3 separate regions of the Sus scrofa genome follow, and regions 2 and 3 are each linked to region 1. The links are chromatin contacts, called in public Hi-C and HiChIP or PLAC-seq maps. All regions are on one chromosome and are shown on one strand. Each heading gives the region's core, a stretch centred on a gene start, on an enhancer-like site or on the middle of the called end of the contact. The rest is flanking DNA. Distances are from core to core; before and after follow the strand shown. Region 1 holds the start of LOC110259879. Region 2 holds the start of UFSP1 (inactive Ufm1-specific protease 1). Region 3 holds the start of EPHB4 (ephrin type-B receptor 4).

The links. Hi-C and Micro-C count contacts between places; a contact is called where the count stands out from the background. HiChIP or PLAC-seq counts read pairs in DNA pulled down with a chosen protein or histone mark.
Region 2: a contact with region 1 is called in an H3K27ac HiChIP or PLAC-seq map of alveolar macrophages. The contact joins the promoter of UFSP1 here to the promoter of LOC110259879 in region 1.
Region 3: a contact with region 1 is called in a Hi-C map of fetal skeletal muscle, with 2.4 times the contacts expected there. The contact joins the promoter of EPHB4 here to the promoter of LOC110259879 in region 1. A contact is called at or near these places in 1 of 5 promoter capture datasets (fetal skeletal muscle), 6 of 47 Hi-C or Micro-C datasets (embryonic fibroblasts, fetal skeletal muscle, liver and 3 more) and 1 of 2 datasets of contacts at active chromatin or transcription factors (alveolar macrophages).

What each region holds. Positions count from the first base shown.
Region 1 is chr3:8,388,693-8,393,058 of Sscrofa11.1, forward strand. It overlaps LOC110259879, which reads right to left and starts at 2,176. Exons shown (of 2, transcript XM_021086226.1): 1 at 1,651-2,176; 2 at 1-405. The coding sequence starts at 2,001. The coding sequence ends at 313. It overlaps LOC100514038 (TSC22 domain family protein 4), which reads right to left. Exons shown (of 6, transcript XM_013995454.2): 6 at 2,253-2,715. The coding sequence ends at 2,482.
Region 2 is chr3:8,730,197-8,734,562 of Sscrofa11.1, forward strand. It overlaps UFSP1 (inactive Ufm1-specific protease 1), which reads right to left and starts at 2,093. Exons shown (of 1, transcript XM_003354480.4): 1 at 1,075-2,093. The coding sequence starts at 1,652. The coding sequence ends at 1,224. SRRT (serrate RNA effector molecule homolog) reads left to right here. Exons shown (of 21, transcript XM_003354479.3): 18 at 60-216; 19 at 400-489; 20 at 608-734; 21 at 818-1,008. The coding sequence ends at 893. It overlaps ACHE (acetylcholinesterase), which reads right to left. Exons shown (of 5, transcript XM_003354481.4): 4 at 3,473-3,642; 5 at 2,255-2,601. The coding sequence ends at 2,480.
Region 3 is chr3:8,687,529-8,691,894 of Sscrofa11.1, forward strand. EPHB4 (ephrin type-B receptor 4) reads right to left here and starts at 2,250. Exons shown (of 17, transcript XM_003124371.5): 1 at 1,701-2,250. The coding sequence starts at 1,752.

The DNA of each region.
Region 1 (4,366 bases), core at 926-3,425:
GGGTCACGCCATCCTCCACTGCTCTCTAGGAAGAGAGGGCTGGGTGGGTAAGAATTCCGCCCCCCCCCCCACATCTCCACCCCAGGAGATCCTATATGCTTTCCTTCCAGTTGGGAAATTCTTCCTCATGTCCCAACACAAGTTTTCTCCAGGGGTGTGGACTGAATTATTTAGGATGGGGAAGAAGGAGGCCACCCGGGTGCACTGAGACATCTAGGAAAAGCAAGTTCTATGGACTTTCCCCCTCCTTCCCATCCTCTTCTCTCCCACAGGTCTCCAGCCCCCGCTTGGCCAAGCCCAGACAAGACTCTATCATGCCTGGGGAGAGAGAGACAGATGGGAGGTGCCAGCTTGGCTGCTGGCTGAACTCACCTTTCTTTCCTCTCTCCTCACATTCCCAAGACGCTGAAGAAACCAAAGAAGAATGGAAGCAGTATTCCTTCCCCCAAGCCCACAGCCTCAAGACCATCGGCTCCTGGGCCTATAGCTACTTGCAGTGACCCTCAGGGGGCTTTACCCTACCCTACCCTCCTCTCACTGGAACCCTAAGTCCCCAGTAGGAAGAGGAACACATCTCTAAGGACTTGGAGGGGCTGATGCTGGATCTTAGACAGAGAGGCACTACTCCAAAGCCCTAAGACCCATTAAATCTCAAACTTCCTGGGACACAGACCCTGTACCACCTTTTCAGCCCCAGAAAAGTTCCTGGCACTTATGGACAGGTGGTGAATAACCAGTAAGTGAAAGCCCCAGATTTGAGCCCCCCGGTATTACAATATTTTGAGGCCCTGCCTGGCTTCAGGCTAAACTCAGCACTCATTCCTGGCGAAGTCACCGTGTTCATGTATGGAACACCTGCTATGTTACGTGTGTGTACCTGTAATATGTCCTGTGGGAGCCAGACTCATTCATAGGACGAATGAAAAGCTACATGACCTTAAACATACCCCGTTCTGTCCCTCAATTTTCCTCGCGAAAAAATGGAAGTGATAAGACTTCATCATAAAGCTATTGTGAGAGTTACTTAGAACAAGATATAAGAATAGTCACGGTGGGTGTTTGATAAGTGTGAGCGATATTACCAGGACTGTAAATGTTGGGGCACCGTGCACAGCTAACAGGATCAGGGTAGCAGAGCTGCAGGGCATAGGGCTGGGTAGCCCACTGCTACTCCGGTCTTTTGGGAGAGGCCACCCAGATTCCCAGCAATGGAGCCCAACCCTGCCAGAGTTGCGGATGAGGGAGATGGCGGCAGGAGAATTTGCTGACTCTTCTAGTGAACTGGGTGCTGGGAATCTGCAAACCGTCCCTGCTGTTCCTCTCTGGCCCCCAGCCTTGCTCACGCCCACCACCTGCTCCTCAGGGCCGACCTCTCCCGGACCAAGACCCAGCGACACAGCAGTCCCTCCCTCGGTCCCGGGGCCTCTGCTGCCCTCTAGGCTCGGGACCTGCTGCCAACCTTTGCTCTCCCCCACCTCCAAGCCCTGTAACTCTGACATCCCAGAATTTTGCCGTCTGGCGAAATATCCACGCTTTTCCTTGGCGAACCACCTCTGCGCCTCCGCGTGGCCTGGGTAAGCGGGTGAGCTAAGCCGTAGAGGGAACTTGCGGCTCCTCGGTCTTCCCTTGTGTTGTCCCCTTCCCCTCTACCTCCCTCCGGAAGGCCAAGGCCTCCCGCCCGGCCTTCGCTCCCGCGGCGTCAGGCGGACACCCTCCCGAGTCTTCCGACTGCGACCCCGGCGGCCCCGCCCCCAGCCCGGGCCCTCTGCCCCCGGCAGCGCCACGTCGCCGCGGGGAACCCTGGGAAGTGTAGTTTTCCGCAGCTCTCAGTGGGGGCGTGGCTAGACGGCCCGCTGTTTGTCCGCCGACCCCAGGCGCAGGGCACTGACCCTCGCCCTGGCCGAGCCGGGGAGCGCCAGAGAGGCAGGGCCGTGGGCTGCGGAGGCGGAGTTTCCTGCGAGGTGTCATTCGCTGTGGGGTCTTGGACAAGTCCCATAACATCTGCAGCAGTCTCACTTGTGGGATTTCCAGGGAGAGCGTGGGCTCCGCATCTGGTACCCAGCGTGTCCTCGATGGATGGGCGCCGAAGCTATTGCTACTGGCCGGGCAGAGTTGCCAAAGGCAATCAGCTCCTAAAAGGCTTGTGGGCCCAACCCCGCGCCCCCCCACCCTCCCTGTTCTCAGGTGACTCTCCCTGTCCCACTCAAGTTCCCCTCTTTGCCTCTGGTCAACCACAAACACGCTTCTACATCTACTCAGAAATATCTGATATTTATTTCCCAACAGTTTGATAATTTTTTACAAATTGAATAAAAGGAATGAAGGGGAATATGTGTGACCCCAGGCCAGGCCTTGGGGTCCTGATAAGAGGTGACAGTATGAAAACTTCTCCTCACTCACAACCCGTGGCCTGCTGCCCCAACCTCTCCTATCAACCTTACCTAAGAGTGAGGTGAGGGCTGAGGATGTGGGGTTCCCACCTTAGAGGGGACTCCGGGCATCCTGTTTCAGGCTCTGAACTGGGTCAGTTTGGGGGCAGGTGTGGGCCCGGATGTGGCGCCGACGCCGCCTCTCCTGCCTGCGGGCCAGCTGCCGCAGTTGTTTCCGAATGGCCCACAGCACCAGGTACACTTCCCGAAGCATCTCAGCCTCTCGAGACTCCAAAGGGGAACGAGTCTTCATTTGGGAGGCAACTGAGGTAGAACTCACAGATGACTGTGAAAAAGAGAAGATGAGCGCAAGTGAATAGCACAGTCTAGGGAGAAACTGCTGGTGGGACCACCTGCAGATAAACAGCAAAGCCTTGTCTAATTCCACCTCCTCTGTCAGGCCTTAGCTTGGGCACTGCCTCCTCCAGGAGGCCTTCTCGGGTTGTCTCTGCTCTTGTGTTTGTCCATATCAGGTTTTTCTTTTTTGTCTTTTTCTTATTAGGGCCGCACCTACAGCATAAGGAAGTTCCCAGGCTAAGGGCTGAATCAGAGCTGCAGCTGCTGGCCTACGGTACAGACACAGCAACACCTGATCTGAGCCACATGTGCAAAACTACGCCGCAGCTTGTGGCAATGCCAGATCCTTAACCCACTGAGGAAGGCCAGGAATGGAACCTGCATCCTCACAGACACTGTGTCAGGTTCTTAACCTGCTGAGCCACAATGGAAACTCCCCATTTGTTTTATATGCTATTTGTTTTATAGACTCATCTGTTCTCAATACCAGCATATTATACATTTTATATGCTATTTGTTCTCTAGACTCATCTGTTTTCAATACCAGCATACAAGCTCCTGGAAGGCAAGGACCATGTCTGACGAACCTTTGAGTCCCCACTAGGATTTCATGAGGAGTGTATTAAAATGAAGGACAGAATGACACCTTGACCTCTGTCTCCAACCCAGAGCTCTCTCCTGGCCTCCAGGCCTGTATATCCCACTGCCTCCTAGACATCTCCCTGCACATGTCCTTCCAACATCTTCACTCATCCTGCCGCATTTCCCTAAACTCATCACTTTCTCCCCTAAGCCTGCTCCGCTCCGAGCAAATGGCTCCAGCCTGCTTGTACTTCCGTCTCTCCCTCTCCCCTCACCACATCCAACCACCTGGTACAACAATTCTACCTCCTAAATACCACTCCAGTCTCTTAACTTGTACTTCCCAGTGCCTCTCCCCCCATCCAGAACATCCTTCCCTCTTAGCCTGGACCACAACCCTCAGTGGATCTTCCTGCCTCTCTCCTCTTGGCCCTTTCTGACCTCCCTCTACAGGGCGGTCAGGTGAACTTTTAAAAAATTATTATTGGAGTGCCTGTCGTGGCACAGAGGAAACAAATCCGACTCAGAACCATGAGGTTGCGGGTTTGATCTTTGGCCTTGATCAGTGGGTAAGGATCCGGCATTGCCGTGAGCTGTGGTGTAGGTCGCATACATGGCTCGGATCCAGTGTTGCTGTGGCTGTGATGTAGGCCAGCAGCTGTAACTCTGCTTCGACCCCTAGCCTGACAACTTCCATATGCCGCAGTACGGCCCTAAAAAGAAAACAAAAAACAAAAAAACAAGAATGGTGTATATAACAAGGACCTACTGTATAGCACAGGGAACTCTACTCAACATTTTCTAATAAACCTATATGGGAAAAGAATATGAGAAAGAATAGATATATGTATACGCATACATGAGTCACTTTGCTGTACACACAAAACTAAAACATTGTAAATCAACTATACTCCAATATAAAATGAAACTTTTTAAAAAAGAATGGTATATAATATAAATGGAATCTTAGGCAATATAACCTTTCGGGATTGTTTTCACCCAGCATTATTCCCTTGAGATCCATCCAAGTGGTTGCATTTGCATCCACAGAGCTCATT
Region 2 (4,366 bases), core at 843-3,342, 340 kb after region 1:
GTCTGGGGAGGTAGGGAACCTGCACTGGCACCTCTGTCCTGACCCCTCCTCTCCCCTAGGGCCCTGAGTTTGTGCGCAAACATATCTTCAACAAGCATGCAGAGAAAATTGAGGAAGTGAAGAAGGAGGTGGCGTTTTTTAACAACTTTCTTACGGATGCCAAGCGCCCAGCTCTGCCCGAGATCAAGCCAGCTCAGCCACCTGGCCCTGCCCAGAGTAAGATACGATCCGTGAGGGTCAGCCACATCCCCTGTTCCTTGACTATTGAGACTCCCGGTTCTCTTTAACGTGTCATACCTGAAAAGTCTCCTCCCATTCTCGAGCCAAATCACTAAAAAGCAGTTGTCCCCCCCCCCCCCGCAGTAATTCATGTTCCTGTCCGTGTTGTACTCCCCCCAGGCCTGACTCCGGGACTCCCCTACCCGCACCAGACTCCCCAGGGCCTGATGCCCTATGGTCAGCCTCGGCCCCCCATCTTGGGCTATGGAGGTAAGTGTAAGAGGGAGTCAAAAGGACTTGATGATGGTGAGGGGCCGAGAGAAAGAAAACTTAGCTAGGATGTAGTTGAGGTCACGGTTTTTCAGCTCAACATTGATGTTTTTCATAGCTGGTGCCGTTCGCCCTGCAGTCCCCACAGGAGGGCCTCCGTACCCCCATGCTCCCTATGGTGCTGGCCGAGGGAACTATGATGCCTTCCGAGGCCAGGGAGGTTATCCTGGGAAACCTCGAAACAGGTGAGAATGGGCTGCCTAAATATTCTTGCTCCCTTTTGGGGTCAGCTCTCATCATCCTATCTTACCTCTTTCTTATCTCAAAGGATGGTCCGTGGAGACCCACGGGCCATTGTGGAATACCGTGACCTGGATGCTCCAGACGACGTGGATTTCTTTTGAGCCATCTTTTCCTCACTCCTGGTATCATCTACAAATATGACTGCTTTGTCCCATCCAACTCTGAGAAGTTTTTGTACGTTCAGCCTTACTGCCGATAAAAGCACTTCCACGGTCACACTCTTTACTTAGTGTATAATATACACCTCCCCACATTCTCCCAAAGATTGACTGGGGCCATGGGTAGCTGGGCCTTGCCACTTTATTGACACCAAAGGTCCCAGGTTTTGCTGGGACTTCCTGGGGGCCTGATGTCAGGCAGCCTCTGCCTTTGAGTTGGGGGTAGGTGAGTGTATATGGAACTAGAGATGTTTTGGTTCTGGGATCTTAGCCTCAGTCCAAGGCATTTCGCTGCTTTTCCGAGTTACAGCTGGTCAAGCACAGGTTGTAGAAGGAGTTGGGGTCAAAGGCTGTGCTTACCTCTTGCCAGCCCACCCACCCAGCAGCCTGTAATTCACTGGGGTTTTTCGGAGCACCCCAGCAGTGAGGGTCCAATACCAGGACATAGGCTTCTGTGCCTGGCCCCAGGCACACTCCCAACAAGGCCTTGGCCTGGGCATCTGCATCCCCGCCAACCATTACAGGCCCCCCGCCTCCTGCAAAGTGAGAGTAGAGCCTCTCCAGCTCCCCCTGAAGCCCTGCTCCACGGGGCACGTGGCATAGGCGCCCCTGAGGCCCCCCGAAATGATCCAGGCAGAGGCTGGCCTCTACACACCCGATCCAGCTCCGAGAGCCCCGGAAGCCGGGTGGCTTGTCTCCCATGTCCTCCAGGGCCGCCTGCACGGCAGCCAGCCCGGGTACCCCCGTCGGCCGGCCCTCTGGCCACGAGCACAAAGTCTGCAGAGTGCGGTAACCGCAGCCCCAGCCCCGGTCATCCAGGCCGTCGCAGCCGTAGTGGTAATAGAGGTAATGGCCCGAGAGGAGAGCCAGGCGAGCGGGGCCGCGGGCGGGCGGGTCCAGGCCCAAGTGGACATCCTTCAGCGGCTCCAGGGCGGTGGGTGGGCGCGGTGGTCGCTGGGCCGGGCAGGTGCGGTCTCCGTGCGGCGCGAAGCGAACTCCGGGCTCCAGCGCGTCCTCTCGGCCCCGAGGCTCGAGCCAGCTGCGGGCAGACTCGGCGTGCGGGCCCCACGTAGCAGCGGAGAGAGAGGCCGCCCCTTAACGTCGAGGCCGAGCCGCGGGGCTCCCACAATGCACCGCCGCGTCGCCGGCGTCACCGCGCAGGCGCGAGCTCCGCCTCGCGGGGCGGGCGCCGGCCCCCCCTCCCACGCCAGCGATCAATCCGTCCCACCGGCTTTCGCACCCACGCTTCCATTCACCCGGTGGTTGAGGCTTTCTTCCCAGATCCCAGCCCCAGTCGCGCACACTTCTGTGGCTGATAACAGTTTATTGGCAGCCCAGAGGGGCGAAGGCACCGTGGGGGAGGGGGCTCGGCCCGAGACATGCAGAGGGCGGGGAGCCCCAGGGGAAAGGTGGGTGGGCAGGGTCTAGGAATCCTCTCTGTTATATCCCAGCCCTTAAATAAATAGTATATACAGCTGGGGGGGCTGGGCGAGGCGGGCAGGGCAGAGGGACGTGGGGTCCCGCCTGGATCACAGGTCTGAGCAGCGATCCTGCTTGCTGTAATGGTCAAACTGGTTCTTCCAGTGCACCATGTAGGAGCTCCAGCGGTGGAACTCGGCCTTCCACTGGCGCTCCGCCTCGTCCAGCGTGTCTGCGGCCAGGGCGCCCGGCAAGTGGGTGCGGGGAGGACAATGGAAAGGAAGGGAATGGACGTGCGGGGGTGGGTGGGGGGCAGTTCGGGGAGGACACACGGAGAATGTAGGAGGCCATGTGGGATGGTGGAAAGAGGATCAGGAGAATATGCGAAAGAGGGAAGACGGAAGACCAGAAAGAGGACAAGGATAGAGGCGGGGCCGGAGAAGGATGGCGGGAAGGAGGAGGGAGGGGGAGAAAATGACCGGAAGACGGGCACAGAAGGGGTCAGAGGAGGAGGATCCGTGGGTTGGTGGGGAAAAGAGAAGAGACAGAAATGGTTGGCGGTTATAGCCCCACTGTGTGGTGCTATCTAGCCCCAGGGCCTCACTCTCTCCCCAACACCAAGCTCAGGCTCCAAAGAATAATTTTATATAAAAAAGAAAATTGGCTTTTTCATTTCCACTTAGACAACGAAGGCGTGTGGGTCCCTGAGATGGGTCACCGGTCCTCTCCAGCCCCCCAGCCCTGTCCAGTTTGAGTTTCTCGGTTTGAGGAGGGAGGGGGCGCTGGGTCGGAGATCCCTGAGTGGGGCCCTTCCCCACGGTCCGACCACTCTTTAGAGGAGGGGCCCCCTGAGGCCGGAGGGGGAAGAGGCCATGGTCACAGCCGCAGGAACCGGGAGAGGAAGAGGAGGAGGAGGGATAGGGGGAGGCCGGGCCTGGGCCTCGGGGCAGCCTCCCCGTGGGCGGGGCCTGAGCAGGTGCAGGGGGCCTCCGAGGCTGGGGGGAGAAGAGAGGGGTTATACCCTGCCGGCTCCCGCACCCCTCTCTCTCTCCGCGCCCCTTTCCCGTTCCTCCGCCCAGCCCTGCCTGCGGGCTTCTGCGTACCTGTGGCGCTGAGCAATTTGGGTAGGAAGCGGTTCCAGAAGGCGCAGGCCTGGGCACGCAGCCCGCGTCGCACCTCCAGCGGCCGCAGGTTCAGGCTCACGTACTGCTGCGCTCCCGCCGTGTACGGGGGCCACTGCGGGGCTTTGGAATCCCAGGGGTCATTGGGGTCCCTGCGGAAGGAAAGAGAAGGTTCGGCCTCAGGCAAGCCAGCCCCTCCCTGGGGCCTGCGGAATGGAGATGGAGAGTAGGGGGAGGCAGGCTGCTTCCTGACCCCGTGCCCTCTTAGGCTCCAGGGAGAGCCTCATCCCCTCCCTCCCACCGCCTCCTTAATCCTTTCTCTTTTCCAACAGTCCCTGTTGCCTGGAGTCTTCCCCTTCCTCCTGCCTTCCCTCTTTCTGCTGTTCCTCTTCTTTTCCCTCAGTTTTACTGCTCCATCTTTGTTTCTCCCATTAAAAAAAAAAAAAAAAAAAAAAATTGCTGATTTATTGAGCCCTTTACTATATAAACAGGCCTGGTCCTCTCTCTACAAACGTCATATTTACTTCTGCCAACACCCGTATGATGCTGAATTTATGGTCCCCTTCTTCAGACAGGTAAGCTGTCTGCGTGCGCGCACACATGTCACAGCTAATAAAATCACCACCAGTCCAACTGATCCAGTTCTACACTTCAGCTCCTAACTGCGACGGTAACTCCTTTGTCCTTGTCTGTCTCTTCTCTTCACCTCCCTCGGTTCTGTCCCTGTCTCATCAGGATGTGCCACTGCCTCCCCCCTCCCCTTCTCTTGAGGTCTCCTTTGTCATTCTCTCTCCCCCTTTGTCTCCCTTCCTTTCTGAACTTGTCCCCCGCCCAGCCCTTCCTGTCTGCTCTGCTTTTCTGCCTCTTTCTCTGTCT
Region 3 (4,366 bases), core at 1,000-3,499, 300 kb after region 1:
CGGCCAGCCAGAGGTGAGGCCTCTGCCCACATGGGTGGCAGGGACAGCCCAGCACGCTGGGGACAGGATGCTGGGGTTCTGGGAAGGGGGTGGATAGAGGCTGCCGTCTCCACCCTCCATTGTTCCAGACTGGATAGTGTTTTCCTGTCTCCAATTTACACACTGTCTCTGTTTCAGGCTGTCCTGGGCGCTCCGGGCCGCTCACTTTCTCTCATCCTCTCTGTCTTGCCCGCCTCCCGCTCTTTGACCTGTCACTTCTCTGGCCTCACATCTCTCTCTCTCTACCTCACTCTCTGCCCATCTCCATTCCTCTTTCTGACTGTCACTCTCCTCTGTTTTCTGTCTCCCATCTGTCACTTTCACTGGGGCACAGAGCCGTGGATAAATGGAAAGTCTCAGTCTTCTCATCTGTAAAATGGGAGCAACAATACCTCCCACCCAGAGGGTTGTTGGAACCATGAAAACATAAAGCGCTTAGCACGGGCCCGGGGCTCGGAAAGCACTCGGGGAATAGGAATTAAAAGTGACTCCCTGATCCTCTTTGCGTCTTTCTCTCTCTCACCCACCCATCCATCCTGGCCAGTTCGCTTCCCGCTTTACCTTCCCTCCTCCTCTCTCTCCCACAGTTCTTTCCACTTCTTTCTCTGAGCCCAGCAAGTCTCCCCTCTCCCCTCACACCCAGCCTTTGATCCCCAGCCCAGAGCAGCGCTGCCCAGCCTGGGGGAGAGGGGTTCCTAATTGCTTTTCATTCCTCCTCCTCAGAAGCCCCCGCCCCATGGCCCACTCCCCAGAGACCCCTTTGATTCCAGGCAGTGAAGGAGGGGAAGGAGGCAGCTCACTGAAAGGAGATTAGGGCTATGGGAGGAGGGTTTATGGGGCTCTCTGCTCCCCTTCTAGGGGTTGAGGGGAGGGCAAAGACTCATGAATAAAGTAACATGTGGGGGGGGGGAAATGCAGAAAAAATAGAAATGTAAAGAGACTAGGAGGTGATAGTTAGGCTGAGTTCTGGTGACAAGAGGGTCGTGTAGGTCAGTTTTTACCAGCCAATAGGGTTAGAGGAAAGGACTCTGGTGGGTCTGGAACAGGGCTGGGGTCTAGACAGCATTTAAAGGGCTGGGGTGCAGCCTGGAGAAACCAGGGAGGGGGCCTTCCTGCAGCAGGGGCTGTGGCTTTGGGAGGGATTCGCAAGTTTGGAGTGAGTGCAGAAGGGGGCCGTCCGGCCCGAGGTGTGTGGAAGTGTAGGATCAAGGTGTGAAGGCTGAGGAATGGGGGCCGCGGTAGTTTTACGGCCGAGCACAAAGTTCTGCCTTGTCTGCCGTGGTGCCTCCAGGAACGTTTCCTCATGTTTGGCGGAGGTGGGAAGAGGGACAGAAATTTTGGAAAGAGTTTTGAAGATCGTTGTACGGAGAAAAGGAAAGGCTGGCAGGGTGTTTGGAGGCCAGAGTAAGAGCTTGAGGAGCCGGGACCGGGGCAGGTCCGCGTCCCGGGACGGAGCTCGACTCCATCGCTTTCCCAAACAAAAGAAAACTCCACTCCCCGCTGGGCCGCCTCCTCCCCGCCCCCCTCCCGAGCCAGCACTATTGGTCTGGAGTGTTCAGGGTTGGGGTGTCGGGTTAGGGGAAGACAGAGGTCGGCCCCTACACTCCGAGGCCTATCTTCGGGGACCCCCGAAGTGGCGGGGCGCCCCCAGGAAAACTCACCTTCTAAAGCGGCTGCAAGCGAAGCCCAGCAAAGCAGAGCCCGGAGCTCCATGGCGCCGCCTCTCTCCGGTTGGATCCGATCCGAGTTTGGGGGGCGCTAGCCCCCCCAGGTCTGAACCCCTCCCTGAGCGGGTGGACGCCGACTACCCGCGCGGGACTCGGTCGGGGCCCTCAGCGCGGGCCCATGTGGCCGCACCGGGCACCGGGTGTTGGCGCCCAGGTGTGGCCCTGCGTCCCCGCCGCGCGCGCAGACCGGTGGGCTGGGGGCGTCCTGGCAGCGGCTGCGTCGGGCGAGAGCAGAGCGAGACGTGGCTGGAGTCGAGGTCCCCCCGGGGCTTCGGGGTCCCGCCCTGGCTGGCTAGGGGTGGGCTGGCCGTTCGCGGTCTCCCCCCACTCCCTGGAGTGGTGCTGCTCGCGCGACCGGGCTGAGTACGCTCCGCGCCGGCTGGGAGGGTGGGAGTCGGGGCAGGGCCGGGAGCGGGAGGGAGGGAGACTGCAGCGCGGGGCCGGGCGGGCTGGGGCTGGGCCGGGCTGGGACTCGGCCGGGCGGCGCCTGGCTGGGGAGGGAGGGGCGCTTGGGGGGCGGGGGAACCCCCCCCCCGAAAGCCCGGGCTCGGCGAGGGGGCCGGGGCGCGCTGATTGGAGCGGGCGCTGCTGAATAATTCATGAGGGAAGCAGAGCGGGGCGCTGAGCGGAGCAGGTCGGGAAGTTGGGAGAAAGTTTGGAGCAGGGGGAGGGGCGGCGGGCGCGGAGCCCGGGGACCGCCCAGACCTGCATCGCGGCCGTGCGCCCTGGCCCAGACCGCGCGTGTCCGGGCGGGAGCCCGGCGACCCCCGGGGCAGATCTGAGCCTGGCAGACACCGGGGAGCGGAGAAACACACCCAGCAGCATGGAGGTCCCCACACTCGAAGCCCCATCCGATCTTCCTACTGATTTTGGAATCTTCTAGATGCGCCCACCGCTCTCTCGTTGGCGCTGGGGGACCGGTTTAGGGGGAAGCTTTTGAGGGTGAAGGGTGGCCCACTGCCCAAGGCAGTGATCTCAGCTTAGATAACCCTAGAGCGAAGTTCACAGAATCATTCAACAAACATTAAGTATTGGGGATCTGCTGTACTCGCAACCTAGTGCTGAAAAGCGTGCGGAGGAAGAAGGGCACCTGGGTTGCGATGGGGAGGGGTATGAAAAGCCGAGGCAGCATCGGAAAATAAAAGGTAGTTGGGTCCGACAGAGTGAGTGGTCGGGATGGATTCCCAAATCATGGTCCTCACTCACTGCCGCGTTTCGGAGGGCTCCGGGACACCCGCAGCCCTGACCCCTGAGGTTCGGCCGGGGCTGCTGCTGTCTGTCTTTCCTGAGGCTGTTTCCTGTCTGGCTCCTGAGGGCCCTAGGCCTGGCTGGGAGGGCCCTTCCTCCCCGTCACCCTCCCGCCCCCCATCTCATCAGTTAGAGGGGAGGGTCCAGGAAAGCAGCGCTCCTCCCACCTACCCCTTTGTACCTTGGAGCACCTATAGCGTGGGAGATGGTGCTGCAAAAAGTCCGTCAGTGGAAAAGCTGGAAGGAAAGAGCTTAGACTCCGAAGGTATTTAAGCGGACCGAGACTAGAGGAGCTGAGGCGCCTAGAGAGAGGGAAAGAGGAGTCCCTGATATCTGGGGGGCTGCCAAGCCCCTCTAATCCACAGAGAACGGCCAGGCCTGCAATGACCTCTTGTCCCAGCGCACTTATCTTGCTGCCGCAAGTAGTGCTCCCCACACCCCTGCCCTTCCTCATAGCCCTGCCTGGGTCCTGCTCCGGGGTGGGGGGTCACGGAGGGCAGGAAACAGCCGGCTTGGCTGGAGCCAGGCAGACCAGGTCAGGGCTGGGAATTCCCTCCTCCCCTCCCGAGCCGAGCCCAGTCTCCCTTCGTTTTCAGCTTCTCTGGGTTATCCCTGGAACTGTCTCTTTTGATGGGGAATGCGCTTCACCCATACCTTACAGGGTGGGGGGTACATGGCCTGAATGGAAGAGAAACCCAGAGGCATAGAGAAATGAGGCTGTGTGGAGTGAGGAGCTGATGAGACAGAGGAGTAAAGAGAGGCAACAGCTCAGCACACATTCAAATCTCGTATTTCTGACCCCTGAGCACCAGCACTCCCTCAGCCAAAGAGAGGAGGGCACCAGAGGTAAGAAAATACCCAGTGGATTCCCTATCATGGAATCCTCAGCCCCCATCCCCGGGCATGTAATCCAGTTCCTAATGACTAGTGTATACCAATCAAGGAATGAATAAAATGAAACCTTTCTTGAACATCTACTGTGCACCATGAGATCACTGGCCTAGTTTGCAAGATTTGTGAAACAGGGCTGCTGACCTCAAAGATCTATAATTTGGCAGAAATCCTATTATTTCCCCCCTCCATGGTGATAATATCAGATTTTCCACGCCAATCCTCTTTTTTCTTTTGCTTTTTAGGGCCGCACTATTGGCATATGGAGGTTCCCAGACTAGGAGTCATATTGGAGCTGTAGCTGCCGGCCTGCGCCGCAGTCACAGCAACCCCAGATCCGAGCTGCGTCTGTGACCTACACCACAGTTCATATCAACACTGGATCCTTAACCCACTGAGCGAGGCCAGGGATGGAACCTACATCCTCACGGATACTAATCAGATTCGTTTCCACTGCGCCA